Regions from separate parts of the Mus musculus genome. Here region 2 is linked to region 1. A link is a contact called in public Hi-C data. All regions are on one chromosome and are shown on one strand. Each heading gives the region's core, a stretch centred on a gene start, on an enhancer-like site or on the middle of the called end of the contact. The rest is flanking DNA. Distances are from core to core; before and after follow the strand shown.

Region 1 (6,534 bases), core at 288-2,787:
TAAAGGGCAGGATTGAATTATAGCTCTAAAAATATAAAAGCTTACAACAAAATCAAGTTTACTAGTGAGTTTTCACACAAAAATGGCCAGGAAAATAGTATGTAGTAGTACCGTGTTCTCTCTAATCTGAGTTCTGCAATGTTCTAGAAGGTTCGTTTCCTGTTTTCTTGACCTCAGCTCTTCCCGAGTCCCCTTTATCCCTGTTATTTCCCAATGTTCTGAGAAGACAACATATAGGCAGGGGTGCAGAGAGCCTGGGTGGCTCACGCAGCAGCTGGGAGCACAAAAATCTGTCTTTGCAGGCTTGTCCAGGTCACCCACACTGCCCCAGCCTGATCACTAATCCTATAAGCAGAGGAGGGGAGGTCATGAGCTGTGCTGTTACCTCCAAGGTTCTCAGGGGGTGCAGTGCCCACCCCAGGTGGCCGCTTACTGCACTTGGACTCTCCACCTGTCCCATCAGGCGGGTAGATGGCAATGTTTTCACTTAGGAAACAGTACAGACTCAGCACCCTTTATTGGTCAGCTTAGGCCATACATGGGGCTTGAATTTAGGTTTGCCTAACTCCTGTCACTAAGATGACCTCAGTATCTTGAGGACACTAAGTGTGAACCCCTTTACACAGAGAGGCACTGATGTTGGCCCAGAGTCTCCCAGCTGATAGTGGGGGGTCTAGACGACACTATTGGAGCTCCCTGTAGTGGGTGTCTGAGGTCCAAGCTCCAGCCCAGACCAGGGGTGTCACAGGAGATCCCCAACTACCCCTTGACTGACCTTGGTGACCTTCCCTGGTGCTCTCCTCCCTCCAGGACAGCTGTTGGAGGGTGGGAGGGGGAAGAGGTGGCCCCTCCCATCACTGTCTGTCTGTCCTCTGCCACAGGGTGCCGAGACCAGGAAGCGCTCGCCTACACTCAGCAGCCAGTTCAAGCGGTCTCTGGAGCTGCTGATGCGCACACTGGGCGCCTGCCAGCCCTTCTTTGTGCGTTGTATCAAACCCAATGAGTTCAAGAAGCCCATGGTGAGCCTCAGAGGGGATGTGGTGGGCAGGGGTGGAGGGTGGGAAGGGAGGGGGCAAAATGGATGAGGTAGGTGGGCAGTGGAAAGAAAGCCTTGTTCTCTCTGGAGACTAAAGGGCTTGTCAAGTTGCTGAGGGCATAGGGGCTCCACAGTCACCTTAACCTTGGCTTTGCTATCTCCCAGCTGGGCGGTTGTACCTAAGTCAGACACTGCCCTGTGCCTCGGTGTCCTTGAGAATGAAAACTCCCCAGAGACCATGCCTGAAGATTGTAGAGTGCCTGTTAAGTGCTTAGTAAATACAAGTGTGGCTCGTGCTGGGGCCCCTCCCTTGAAAGCTCTCTTCCTCTCAATTCAGGGCCCACCTCCTCCATGAAGTCCTTCTGGACTCCTTTGCCTGAAGGTCCCTCTTTTTTTTTTTACTATTAGTGACAGCATTTGTTAGCCCTTCCATACACCGGATAGAGTCCCTTTCAGCATATTGCCTATGAGGAAGTGACAGTCGTGAGTTGTCACATGGGGGCTCAGGGATTGAGGGGCTCAAGTGCCATAGGCTGACTAGCTGCTAGCTCTCTGTTTCAGGGCAGGCCCTGCGAGGTGTTGTTTATCCAAAGGAGGGGGGAGGTCCAGGGGAAGCTGGGTGTGGGGCTTAGGGAGGGAAGGAAGGCAGGGGAAAGTGGCCCAGAGGGAGAGGAAACGGGCTACGGAAGCTGACCTTCCGCACACGCTGTCCCCGCCAGGAAATCGGTTCCCAGAGTGGGTGAGTCTCATCCTCTTCAACCCTCTGGAGCAGGGCAGCAGGGTGACATGGCTGGGCACTGGCTCCCTGAGGCCTTTTCCCAGCCCAAGCCTCCCCCTTTGCCGCAGCTTGCCTCCTCCCCTCCCCTTCCAACATCATTCATGTTCTTCATTTATGAGAAGATCTTGCTGTGTAGCCCTGCCTGGCCTAGACCTTGCTATACAGATGAGCTCACAGGGACCTATCTGCCTCTGCCTCTTGCTTGCTGGGATCAAGCATGACCGACCCCCCCTGACATGATGCTATTCTTAAAATAAATCCTGCCCAAGAATTTCTGCTGCAAACCTTCCCTGGCTCCAGCCACCCATGGGACAAGGCCCAGACTTTAGCCTGGTCTCCCTCAGAAGGCCCCGGGCCTGTTTTCTGCATTTTCGGTCCATCTGAACTCAGGGTGTAGCCCTGCCCTGGAGCTATCACAGTGGCTACCACAAGGCAGTGCCTCTTCCTCAAGGCAGCACAGCCAGCCCCTGGGGAGTTGTTAAAACAGCTGTGGTTGTGCATGGAGGCCACTTAAAGGGGAGCCTGGGGTTGTGTGGAGTACCCACCTCCTGGCCACTCCACTGCATCCTGGCCTAGGCTCTTCAGCCCCCTCCTTGTTCCCCACAGCAGGGCTTACACTTTAAACTTCTGCCCCTCCCCACACGCTCGTCCTCCTCCAGCCTTGGAAGAGCCTTCACTAATATCCATGAAACCGCCTGTGTCTTCTCTTTTGAGATCTGGTCCCACAGTACACGGTTGTCCACCTGCAGGTCCCCACTTCCTGCTGCCATGTGGGTCTGACCAACAGACCTTGCCTCCTGCCTGGCTTTGCTCTTAGGAGGCCTCGACTTCTCTGTGTTTCTGTCTGTGCTGGTCAGACACGGGGCAGGGCCTGCATCCCAGTAGTGGCCTTGCCATGATGCCTTTGGTTCTGGCCCGGCAGCTCTTCGACCGGCACTTGTGTGTACGCCAGCTGCGATATTCGGGCATGATGGAGACAATCCGCATCCGCCACGCAGGCTACCCCATTCGCTACAGCTTTGTGGAGTTTGTGGAGCGCTACCGGGTACTGCTGCCTGGTGTGAAGCCAGCATACAAGCAGGTACGAGGCCGGGTACACCAACAGGGCAGAGGACCCCAGTTTTATGGGTGACAGTGACTGGTGGAGCTTGACATCTACTTGACCAAATCAGGTACTGCTACAGGGTAGAAGGACACCCTGGAAGGCCGCCATAGTGTTTGCCATTGGCTTGAGGAGAAAACAGATTTCATAGAAGGCAGGGCCAGGCTGGGTCAGTCAGACAGACCTGTCTCTCAATCTTGAGAAGGACACTTGGGGGGGGGGGGGCCTTTCCATTAGTTATACTGTCAATACCCCTGTCTTCTGCCCAGGGTGACCTCCGAGGGACATGCCAGCGCATGGCTGAGGCTGTGCTGGGCACGCACGATGACTGGCAGATTGGCAAAACCAAGATCTTTCTGAAGGTGAGTGCAGCCTGTTCTAGCTGCCATGGCTTTGCTGTGTTCAGAGGCCTCCATGCATGGGATGTTTCTGAGGGGGCTCCAGGGTATCTTGGTATGTGTGTGTGTGTGTGTGTGTGTGTGTGTGTGTGTGTGTGTGTGTGCATTAGAGATAACTCATGGTGCCAGGCACTGACTCCAGGTTAGGGCTGGATGACAAAGTGGGTTGTCTCGTCAGATCCGTACCAGGCATTCAAACCCTGAGGGATCTGAGGTGTTTGGCTTGGGGGCTTCGGACAAGTTACTTAGCATATCTGCCTTCCCTTCTGTCTATGACAGGCTGGGCTGGTGATGGTCTAGAGTGGACCTCAGGTTCCTTGTGGTTTCTGCAGGCAGAGTCATGAGGGTCAGCTGTGTATTATTGTCTGTGGTTCTGTCTTAGCATCCAGGTACAGCAGTTAGGGCTCCTGGCTACCACAGCCTCCTAGGAAATGGTGAATGAGAGCAAGAAACTGGGCCTGAGCAGTCATGGCCCGGAGAGCAGCTGCACGGAGTCGGTGTGGGCTTCCTCATTTCCATTTCCTCTGTCCTGGTTACAGAGCAGGGCCCCTCCTCTGTGGGGGCAGGGCTGGATGCAGGACAACTGGGAGAAGAAAGGGGGCGGGGTGGGGGAAGCAGCCTTTAGTGGGGTCTAGTTAGGGGTCTATTTAACTCCTCTTGATGTGGGATTTGAGTCAGCCCCTGCGTCTCCTATGCAGAAACAAGGGCTTCAGCATTGGGAAAGAGGTTTGCGTTCCCTCTGTGTTCCTCGACAGCCGGTTGGACAGAGTTCTGTGTGCACAACCTCCCAGTGTCTCCATGCTAGTGGTGTGGGGTAGAAAGTTCTGTGCCCAATTCATAGGTTCAGAGAAGAGCCAGGGACTGAAGTCAAGCTGGGGGATGCAGGGGGCAGGCTACTGAACTGGGCTCTCAAGTGCCAGGCACGTGTTAGAATAGAGAGCAGGAGGGATGGTGAAGGCACCTACACCAGAAGACTCACAGGGCCCACTGTCCTCACGCTCATACATCTGTACCCTTTAGGAATACTTCTAAGAGCCCACATGTCCCAATGCCATCCCCCCATCTGCCCGTTCTTCTGCTCACTGAGAAGGCCGTGGTGAGCTTCTGAGTCTCACCCGGTGTCTGTGATTATAGACAGGTTATTGTAACCTTCCCCTGTGAGGCTCAAAGGCCAGGCTGCCAATCAAGGACACATCTGCCTGCTCTTCTGTGGCTCTCACACACTACCCAGCACTATGTATACCCATGGAACACTTCATATATGTATGTTTGATGTGTGTATGTATGTATATACATATACGCATGCATGCATACATATACACACATATTTATATGTATATACATATATGTATACATACACATACATATATATATATATATACATATATATGTGCGTGAGTGTGTATATATATATATATATATATATATATATATATATATATAGCCAGTGAAGTTTCACATTTCATCTCACTGGGAGGAGGACTAGGCTTGGAAACGAGGAGGGGAAGGGCTGGGGATGTCAGTGGGACCTGGAGTGGTCTTGAGTGCCAGGTTGGCACATATGCTATAGGGTATGTGTGGAAGGTCATAAGAAGGTTGCCCAACTGCATGTGGAGGAGAGGGTCAGAGGGGGACTGATGGACACCAGGGGACTCCTGGTAAGGAGTCTGCTACCAAGATCCTAGATAGAAAAGTAACATGATCCAGGGCTGAGATGATGACAGGGGAAGCCAGGAAGTGACATGCCTGCGGCACTCCCCAGTCTCCAATCCCCAGGCTTCTGGCTATAGGAGGCCACTGCAGGGTCTCAGCAGGGTCGGAAGTCCAAGTGCACATAGAGCCATGACGGGAGACTAGCTCTGCCTGGATTGAGTAGGTGGCCTTAGGGGATGTGGCTCAGGGGCTCTGTCTTTCAGGACCACCATGACATGTTGCTGGAGGTGGAGCGGGACAAGGCCATCACAGACAGAGTCATTCTCCTCCAGAAGGTTATCCGGGGCTTCAAAGACAGGTCTGTGTCAACCACTGCTCTCCCACGTGAACCCCAGGGTCACACATGCATTCCGATGGTGCACACACAGAAACCATCACACGTCTGCATGGCATGCACACATGGTCACAAGGTCACTGAGGAACACAGGTTCAAGGTTCATGCAGCTCTGCCTTGTCACAGAATGCAGACCCCACAGTCACTTGCCCTTCCCACACACATGGAGACAAGAGGTATGCTCACAACACTCCGCTCATCTAGACAATATTGGGGCTCTTACCAGCTACAAGGAGTAGCTCATACTCTACATTAAGGACATGCATACACCTGTGATAGCCCACACATGGCAAGACCAACTCTAGAGTATGCTTCAGGAACCACAAAGACCCACAAACTGCCTTGTTTGCAGTTCATCTGGTCCTTCCCTCTGTCTCCCCTTTACCTGTGAGTCTGCCAGCCTCTTCCTCCAGTGTTTCTCCAGTGTCTCCCCCACCCCCACCCCATCTATCCTCCATTTGGCTCTCAGCCTTGTTTCTCCACATACCCAGTTTGCAGGCCCTGGAGTGCCATGACATACCTACCCTTCCCTCCTGTGTTTTCTGATTCTCAGCAGACCCTTGCTGTTGCTGTGTGATCTCTGACCCATCAAGCCAGAGGTGACTGTGGTATCTGAGAAACAGCCCTCTGTGTGCAGGGGAACAGCACTGGACTCCTCAGAGGCAGACAGTGACAGGGGCTCCCAGGTCTTAGCTTCCTCAGCTACAAAGTGAAGGGAATTGGACACTGTAAAGCTTCTCCTTATGAGTTATTTCATTATTGATGTGGCCATCCACTCACCCACTCAACAAGCATCTTTCTGATTTCTGCCTTAAAGGTCTCTTGGGATAAGACTGCCAGGCAGGAAGGACAGACACAGGCTTCACTCCCTGTTCCTTCCAGATGGTACAGAGTGTGACTGTGGTACAGAGAGTCTATGCCTTGCCCAAGATCACATAGCTTGCAGATCACAGGACCCGGATCCAGTGTGCTATCTGGGCACACCTGGGCCCTGGCTGGCTCTGGCCACCAGCTATCTGCTCTGGAGTCACCCAGCCCTGTCTCCCTTCCAGGTCCAACTTCCTGAGACTGAAGAGTGCTGCCACACTGATCCAGAGGCACTGGCGGGGCCACCACTGTAGGAAAAACTATGAGCTGGTGAGTCCCCTCCCCAGCCCCAACCACTGATTCTGT
Region 2 (6,782 bases), core at 3,284-5,783, 93 kb before region 1:
TGGGTATCTCTGTAGGGCGTTTCTTGACTGCTAAATTGATAGAGGAGAGCCTACCCCACTGTAGGTGGTAGTACGCTGGGCAGGTGGTCCTGTGTTGTGCAAGTCAGCTGAGTAAAAGCAAGGAACATGTCGGCAAGCAACAGTCATCTATGGTCTCTGCTTCAGTTCCTACCACTAGGTTCCTGCTCTGACTTCCGTCCATGATGAATTACGGCCTGAAAGCATAAGACGAAATAAACCCTTTCCCCTCTGTATTAGTCAGGATTCTCTAGAGTCACAGAACTTATGGATAGTCTCTATATAGTAAAGGAATTTATTGATGACTTACAGTCTGCAGCCCAATTCCCAACAATGGTTCAGTAGTAGCTGTGAATGGAAGTCCAAGGATCTAGCAGTTACTCACTCAGTCTCACACAGCAAGCAGGCGAAGGAGCAAGAGCAAGACTCCTGTCTTCCAATGTCCTTATATTGTCTCCAGCAGAAGGTGTAGCCAGATTGAAGGTGTGTTCCACCACACCCTTAATCCTGGATGACCTTGAACTCGGAGATTTAATCTTCTGGAATCCATAGCCACTATGCCTGAAGATCTCCATACCAAGATCCAGATCAGAAACTTCTATCTCCAAGCCTCCAGATAAGGGTCACTGGTGAGCCTTCCAATTCTGGTTGTAGTTCATTCCAAATATAGTCAAGTTGATAACCAGGAATAGCTACTATACCCTCCAAGCTGCCTTTGGCTTTGGTTTTTATCGGAGCAACAAGGAAGCAAACTAAAAACCCCTTCTCCAACGTTCTCAGCTCAGGTTCTCTCTTTGGAAAGGAATTTGCATTTCCATAGGATGGCTCTTCTGATGGGCAAGGTCTTGCCTTCTGAGAATCTTCTTTTTAAATCATCCCAAGGCACAGTACTAGATTCTCTCTTTGATGGGGATACTCCTTTCAATAACAACTGCTCTTGCACTGGTCTTGCCTGCAACTTTAAGCTCCCTCCTTCCCACCACCAAACTACACATTTTCATATCTCTCTGCTCCTCTGTTCCTCCTCTCACTGTAGGCCTGACAAGAGCAGTGAGCAGCAGCCATGACAGAGCCTGGTTACTATTAGATCCTGTCTTGGAAGTTGCCCTATTGAACAACTTAGTCCTGTGGTATGCATTACCCTTGGCGTTCTCATCCTCTAGACTCCCTCACAATGTCCCTTTGAGCTCTGTCTACACCTTTCTAGAAGAAGGTTCTATAGTCCATAGCCCCAAGTTCTCCCACATTCCTCTTGCAAAGCAATTCCAAATGACTTGCTCAGGTTTATTATAACAAAAACCCCATTCATGATACCAATTTTCTGTATTAGTGACTTTTATCATTGCTATGACAGTTGCTATTTAGAAAAGGGAGGTTTTGACTTATAGATTGAGAAAGGACACACAAGGTTCCTAGCCACACTGAGTCCACAGTTAAGAAGCACAGAGTGGACAGGGGTGGGGTTGTAAAATCTCAAGGCCTTCCTTAAATGACTTACTTCCTCCTTTGAGGCTTCACCTCCTGAAAGTTCTACAACCTTCCAAAACAGCACCATCTGATGGACACCACCTGTTTAAACACATGAGCCTACGTGGGCACAGTTCACATTCAGACACAGCAACACCTATAGTTCCAGCATTTAGTAGGCTGAGATGGAGGAAACATTTGAACTTGGGAGTCCATGGCCAGCCAAAATGATTAAAGAAGAAGAGGAGGAGGAGGGAGAGAAGGAGTAGGAGGAAAGGAAGGAAGGAAGGAGGAAGAGAAGGAAAAGGAGGAGGAGGAGAAGAAGAGGAAGAAAATAAAGGAAGGAAGGAAGGAAGGAAGGAGGGAAGGAAGGAAGGAAGGAAGGAAGGAAGGAAGGAAGGAAGGAAGGAAGGAAGAAAACCCGATCATGGGGGCTGGTGAGATGGCTCAGTGGGTAAGAGCACCCGACTGCTCTTCCGAAGGTCCGAAGTTCAAATCCCAGCAACCACATGGTGGCTCACAACCATCCGTAATGAGATCTGACTCCCTCTTCTGGAGGGTCTGAAGACAGCTACAGTGTACTTACATGTAATAAATAAATAAATAAACCTTTAAAAAAAAAAAAGAAAACCCGATCATTATGAATTTCACCTGGGAAACTCTGTAACACTATTACTCAGGAACAGTAATGATGGTGTTACTGACCTGAGCAGAGAAGATTCTGATTCTGGGCATTGGTGAGAGGCATAGAGCTCTGCAGAGCTAGGTAGAACGGGTTCTGATTCTGACCAGTAGAAGGGATGGGGCTATCCCTGGAAGGAATGAGTCCCCAGTTACAAGGGACTTTAAGTAGATCAAGGGGCCTACAGTGATGTCCTTTTCCTGAAAGCCAGGAGAGGAGAAGGAGAGGCCCAACACAAAATAGATAGAACCAGCATAGTTCGGTAGGTCTGGATCCCGGTTCTGCTGTTTACTAATTTTGTGACCTGGGGCATCTCCCTGAGGTTCAGGTCTGCCATTGACTAAGTGGGGCTAATAACTGTGAGAATTTAATGGAAAAACACCTAGCCATCAGGCTCGTTAATGGCACCATTAGATGACTAAGCTTATAAAAACCAATTGGCAGGGTCCTGAGGCCAACACATTGGCAAAGATGCATCATCCGCCCCCCAGAAAGCCTTGTTAGGTAGGCAGCCCAGCTCTTCCTGGCATGCCTTGATCTTCTGCTCCCCAAGGATCAGAGCCTCTGCTCCTCCATCAAGTCCAGATGCCCTCGACAGGTCGCTGTCTCTCTAGGTTTCTTCCCTCATCTGTCAGGAAGGTGGACGCTGCCAGAGATGGGCTCTGAGACAGGCCTCCCAGTCCAAGCCCGGTTCTAAGGCACCTGGGCCTAAACATCATGATGCAGGGTATGTGTCTCTGCTGCTGGAGACACTGTATCTTTATACAATGAGCAGGCTGGGCTAGAGGACAGTAACAGCTAGAGGGCCCCATAAGGACTTCCCAGGAGTTAAGCCAATGAGACCCCACGACTGCAGTGTGGGTGCTGCTTTGAGTTCTGCAGTACAGGTCTCATGTCCAAGGCCACACAGCTAAGGAGTCAAGGCAGAGCCCACGAATGAAACCAACACATAGTACCCTCTCCTGGCTCCATACTCAGAGCTATAGAAGAGAGTCAGAGCATTCTCTGGATACCATGGCTTTGTGGGCTGAAGAACACACTTTCCCAGACATGACCCCTGCTCTATCTCGGAAGATTTGAGAGGTGCCCTGACAGAGGTAATGCTACTTGCTACCTTGCTTGAGGACTTTGACTGAACCTTTTTGACATTTTTTGTCTCCACAATCACCATGTGCTTCTCCTAGAAAGCCCATTTTACAGACAAGGAAACTGAGACCATTAAAGGATATAGAACTTTCTCGGTAACTGGTGGAGTGAGCCCTTGATCCAGATCTGCTTTGTGGACCAAGGGCTTCTGGACAGAGACACGCTGAGGCTGTGTGGAGGCAATAGAAGAGCTTTTCTGTGGGGATGGAAAGAATGTAAAAACCCTAGGCCGGCGGCCATAGGCCAGGACTAGGGTAAATGGAGAGCGGAACCTAGTAGTCTTGGAACATTGTGCGTGGGTGGTGGTGGGTAGGGGGAACAGCAACATGGTTGGAAACTATTTGGTCAGTCAGGTAACCAGATGGAGCTACACTTAGGTGGCCAGGGACAGGGGTGAGGTAGAGGGCCGGATGACTGAGGTTGAGGTAATCATTAACAGAGACCAGGAAACTAGAGGGATGAGTGGGCCTGAGTTTCTGACCTGTGAGCGACTAGTATGACCAGGTCAGACAAGCTTTGTCTCTGTGGCCTTAGAGTGACCCAGCCTACTGTTGGCCAGCCCTGGTCATCTATAAATCTCCCTGGGATTCCCCCAAACCGCCTGGCCTGAGGAGATTGCAGTTTCCACTTCACAGAGTAAGAAACCAAGGCTTGGTGTATTCCAGGGCATTCTGAAGGCAGTCAGAGAGGGTCAAAAATCTGGGCCCTGCTGCTTTAGTCTACACTCAGAGCAGATAAATGCCCAGGACAGGACAGGTCTGGACAGGATAGGGCCAGCTTCCCTTAACTGACTGGGGCCCTCTGGACACCTCACCAGGGCCTACATTCCTCTTCTCCAGCTAAAATCTTGGGAATGGGTGTTTGGATACAAATGGAAAGGGAGTGGTTCTCATCTCATTGGGTCTTCCCATTCTCAGCTGCCCTGCCTTGGCCCTGTCTGAGCCCGGCTAAGATGCATACCCCAAGTCGGCCAACATTCTCTGCCAGCACTTAGTGGGGCACGCAGGTCCTCCAAGGCCAATGGCGAGGTAGGCAGCCAACGTCCCGGGATGCTCTCCTATCGCGGACAGCACTGGAGTGGGGTTTGAAGGAGTGTTGGGTCAGGGCCACCCTTTCAGTTTCGAGCCAGCACTATCGGGCGGCCTCAGGGAGGGGGGTGGGGGGGGGGAGGCACAGCCTCTCTAGTTCGCATGCGCAACAACCTCCCTTTCCCCGCCCCGCCCCACCCCGGGAGACCACGCCTCTGGCCTCCAATGGGAGGAGGCTGAGAGGAGGGGCGGGACAGACTGAAGCCCGGGGGTCCAAGTTCCAACCCCCGCCTGCGGGCTGCCGGGGTATCATCTCCCCGCAGAGTCCCAGGCTGTGGCGCGGGCTGGTCTAGCCTCCGCTCCAGTGCCCGCACTGTGCTCTGCATCCCGGGAGTCCAGCTCCAGCTGCGGCGACGCGGCAGGTAGGAGGCGCTGCGCGGAGGGAGGCGTGTGCGAGCGCACATTAGTGTGCGTTTGGGTGTGTGTGCAGGTGCAGCGCGGGCCAGTGCGTGCCTTGGGAGCACGAATCCGAGCAGGGGTTGTACATCCCGCGGATTCAGGGCTGGGAGTTGAGCGCTGGCCTGCAGGCCTAGGAGGCGGAGCCCCACCCCCACCCCACCCCCCAAAGATATGCCCGGGGCCCCTGAGCTCATCCCTACCTCCACCCGCAGCCCTGGGTGAGAAATCAACCTCACCTCCACCTGGGTGTTCTGAGGCCGCGTTCCCAGTGCAGAAGTGCTGGGGTGTGCTTATCACTGGTGGGCTAGACTCTAATCTTCCTTACAGGTCCCCTTTCCTGTCCTCACGCCTGTGCTCCTCAACCCATTAAACCTTCTAACCTTTCTAGATGTCCACATCCCATGGTTTGGAGTAGGCATGAGACCATGAGACCAAAGATCCCAGGTAGATGACCCTTCACCCCTTCTTGGCCACAATCCCCTAGTTGAATGGGGGTGGGGGGGGGGGCTCTTCCTTACCTTCAGGGCTGGGTGTGTGGCACTGGGAGCAAGGCGGGTCTGGCAGAAACTGGCTTTTTTCGGAGACAATTCAGGATTGATCCTATCTCCAGCTGTCAGGATTGGGGGTGGGGAGTGTAGGAAAGGTCCCCCTAAGGGGGCCCAGGGGTGGAGTGGGGCTGAAGAGCAATAACAGGTGCTCATTTGCCCTGGCAGTCTTTCCTGTGGTGAGAGTCAGCCCCAGACTTCACACAGATGAGCCCCAGCAGCAGAAGGGAAGGCAGCCTCTCTCTAAGGTGACCCAGCCAGAACTGGCACCCAGGATCCCAAGACACAAGCCTTGATCTCCTCTGTGCCAGAGGGTGGAACACTCAGCCAATGCCCAGGGCAGCTAAGTGTTCAGGGAGATCTTCCTGGGAAGCTCTGCTGTGCAAGGGAGGTTGAGGCCTCCCTGGATCCTTGCTGGTCCTTGCTGCAGGCTTAGTGTTTTGGGTGGAGGTGAAGAAGACCAGGGGGGGTCGGGTGTGGTGGGCCCAGCTGCTGCTACTGCCCTAGGCTGGGTCAGAGCTGAAGCCTGGGTGGAGCCTAACCTAAGAGGCTTCTCTTCCCACTGAGAGGATGGAGGGCCAACAGATGAGCTCCTGACTGGCGTGGTGAGAAGGCAGAGTCAAGCACAAGTCAGAGGGGCCATCCTTGCCTGGGAGCTGATGAGAGTTCATCTGAACAAGGACTAGGAAAAGTCCAACAAGGTGAAGAAAGGACCGTAGAGTCCAAACTACGAAACAGTCAGGCTAGGAAAGCTCACGGACAAACACAGGGTGTGACATTGAATGCCAGTCTGGACGGTGGGTGTGTCTGACAAGGACCATCTTTAGCTACCCTGGGGAAGAGGTTGCTATAGAGGTTACAGTAGGGAGAGCCCCACCCCCTTCCTGGCTGTTCTCAGCACCCACTGCAGGCTAGGTGTGACAAGTCAGGAGAGAACCCTCTGGGGCTCCCGGAACAGGAGTGGAAGGTCTAGGGGAAGCTTCACGGGCCCATTACTGGGTAAGAGCAATGTCTGCCTCTGAAACAGTACCAAACAGGTGGCAGTTGGGCATTGGTGGCAGGAAGCCTGTGGCTTTCAGTGGGACATCTGTGGGCTTCTCAGAAGCCTCTGCTGTCTCTGTCTTATTCTTCTCTAATTTCCCTGAATGCTCTTAGGATGGCTCTGAGATCTGGTCCCCCCAAAAGGAGGCCTTCCTTGTCCCCTCAGAGGGTGCTGGGAAGCCACTCTCCACCACCCTCTTGCCTGAACGGCCTGTCGTCTTCCTCCTGCAGACTGTCTCCTTGTCTTCCTGCTTGCCCATGGCCTTGAAGCAGAGAGCTTTGCCTGTGGCTCAGTTTCCCCTGGTGTGTGGAGTGAGGCTAAATAATACCTTGTCACAGAGACTTCAGGGTGATGATGGTGACATTAGACCTGGTCACATAGGCACTTTACTACGA

Evidence for each region. A called contact is a pair of places that touch in the nucleus more often than the background predicts.
Region 2: a contact with region 1 is called in a Hi-C map of liver, with 3 times the contacts expected there. The contact joins the promoter of Capn5 here to the enhancer-like site in region 1. A contact is called at or near these places in 2 of 484 Hi-C or Micro-C datasets (embryonic stem cells and liver) and 2 of 9 other capture datasets (adipose tissue and liver).

Annotation. Positions count from the first base shown.
Region 1 is chr7:98,079,869-98,086,402 of GRCm38.p6, reverse strand. Myo7a (myosin VIIA) reads left to right here. Exons shown (of 49, transcript NM_008663.2): 16 at 882-1,019; 17 at 2,737-2,895; 18 at 3,186-3,278; 19 at 5,231-5,325; 20 at 6,414-6,498. Among named protein-coding and RNA genes, the nearest start is that of Myo7a, 36 kb to the left of the region's middle. Within about 2 kb of position 1,537, at least 76 of the 459 cell types and tissues checked have an H3K27ac peak or open chromatin away from gene starts, as enhancers often do. A contact at or near this core is called in adipose tissue and liver, where this site is marked.
Region 2 is chr7:98,176,025-98,182,806 of GRCm38.p6, reverse strand. Capn5 (calpain 5) reads left to right here and starts at 4,533. Exons shown (of 13, transcript NM_007602.4): 1 at 4,533-4,763. Gm16938 (predicted gene, 16938) reads right to left here and starts at 5,613. Exons shown (of 3, transcript NR_045972.1): 1 at 5,319-5,613; 2 at 3,397-3,482; 3 at 1-671.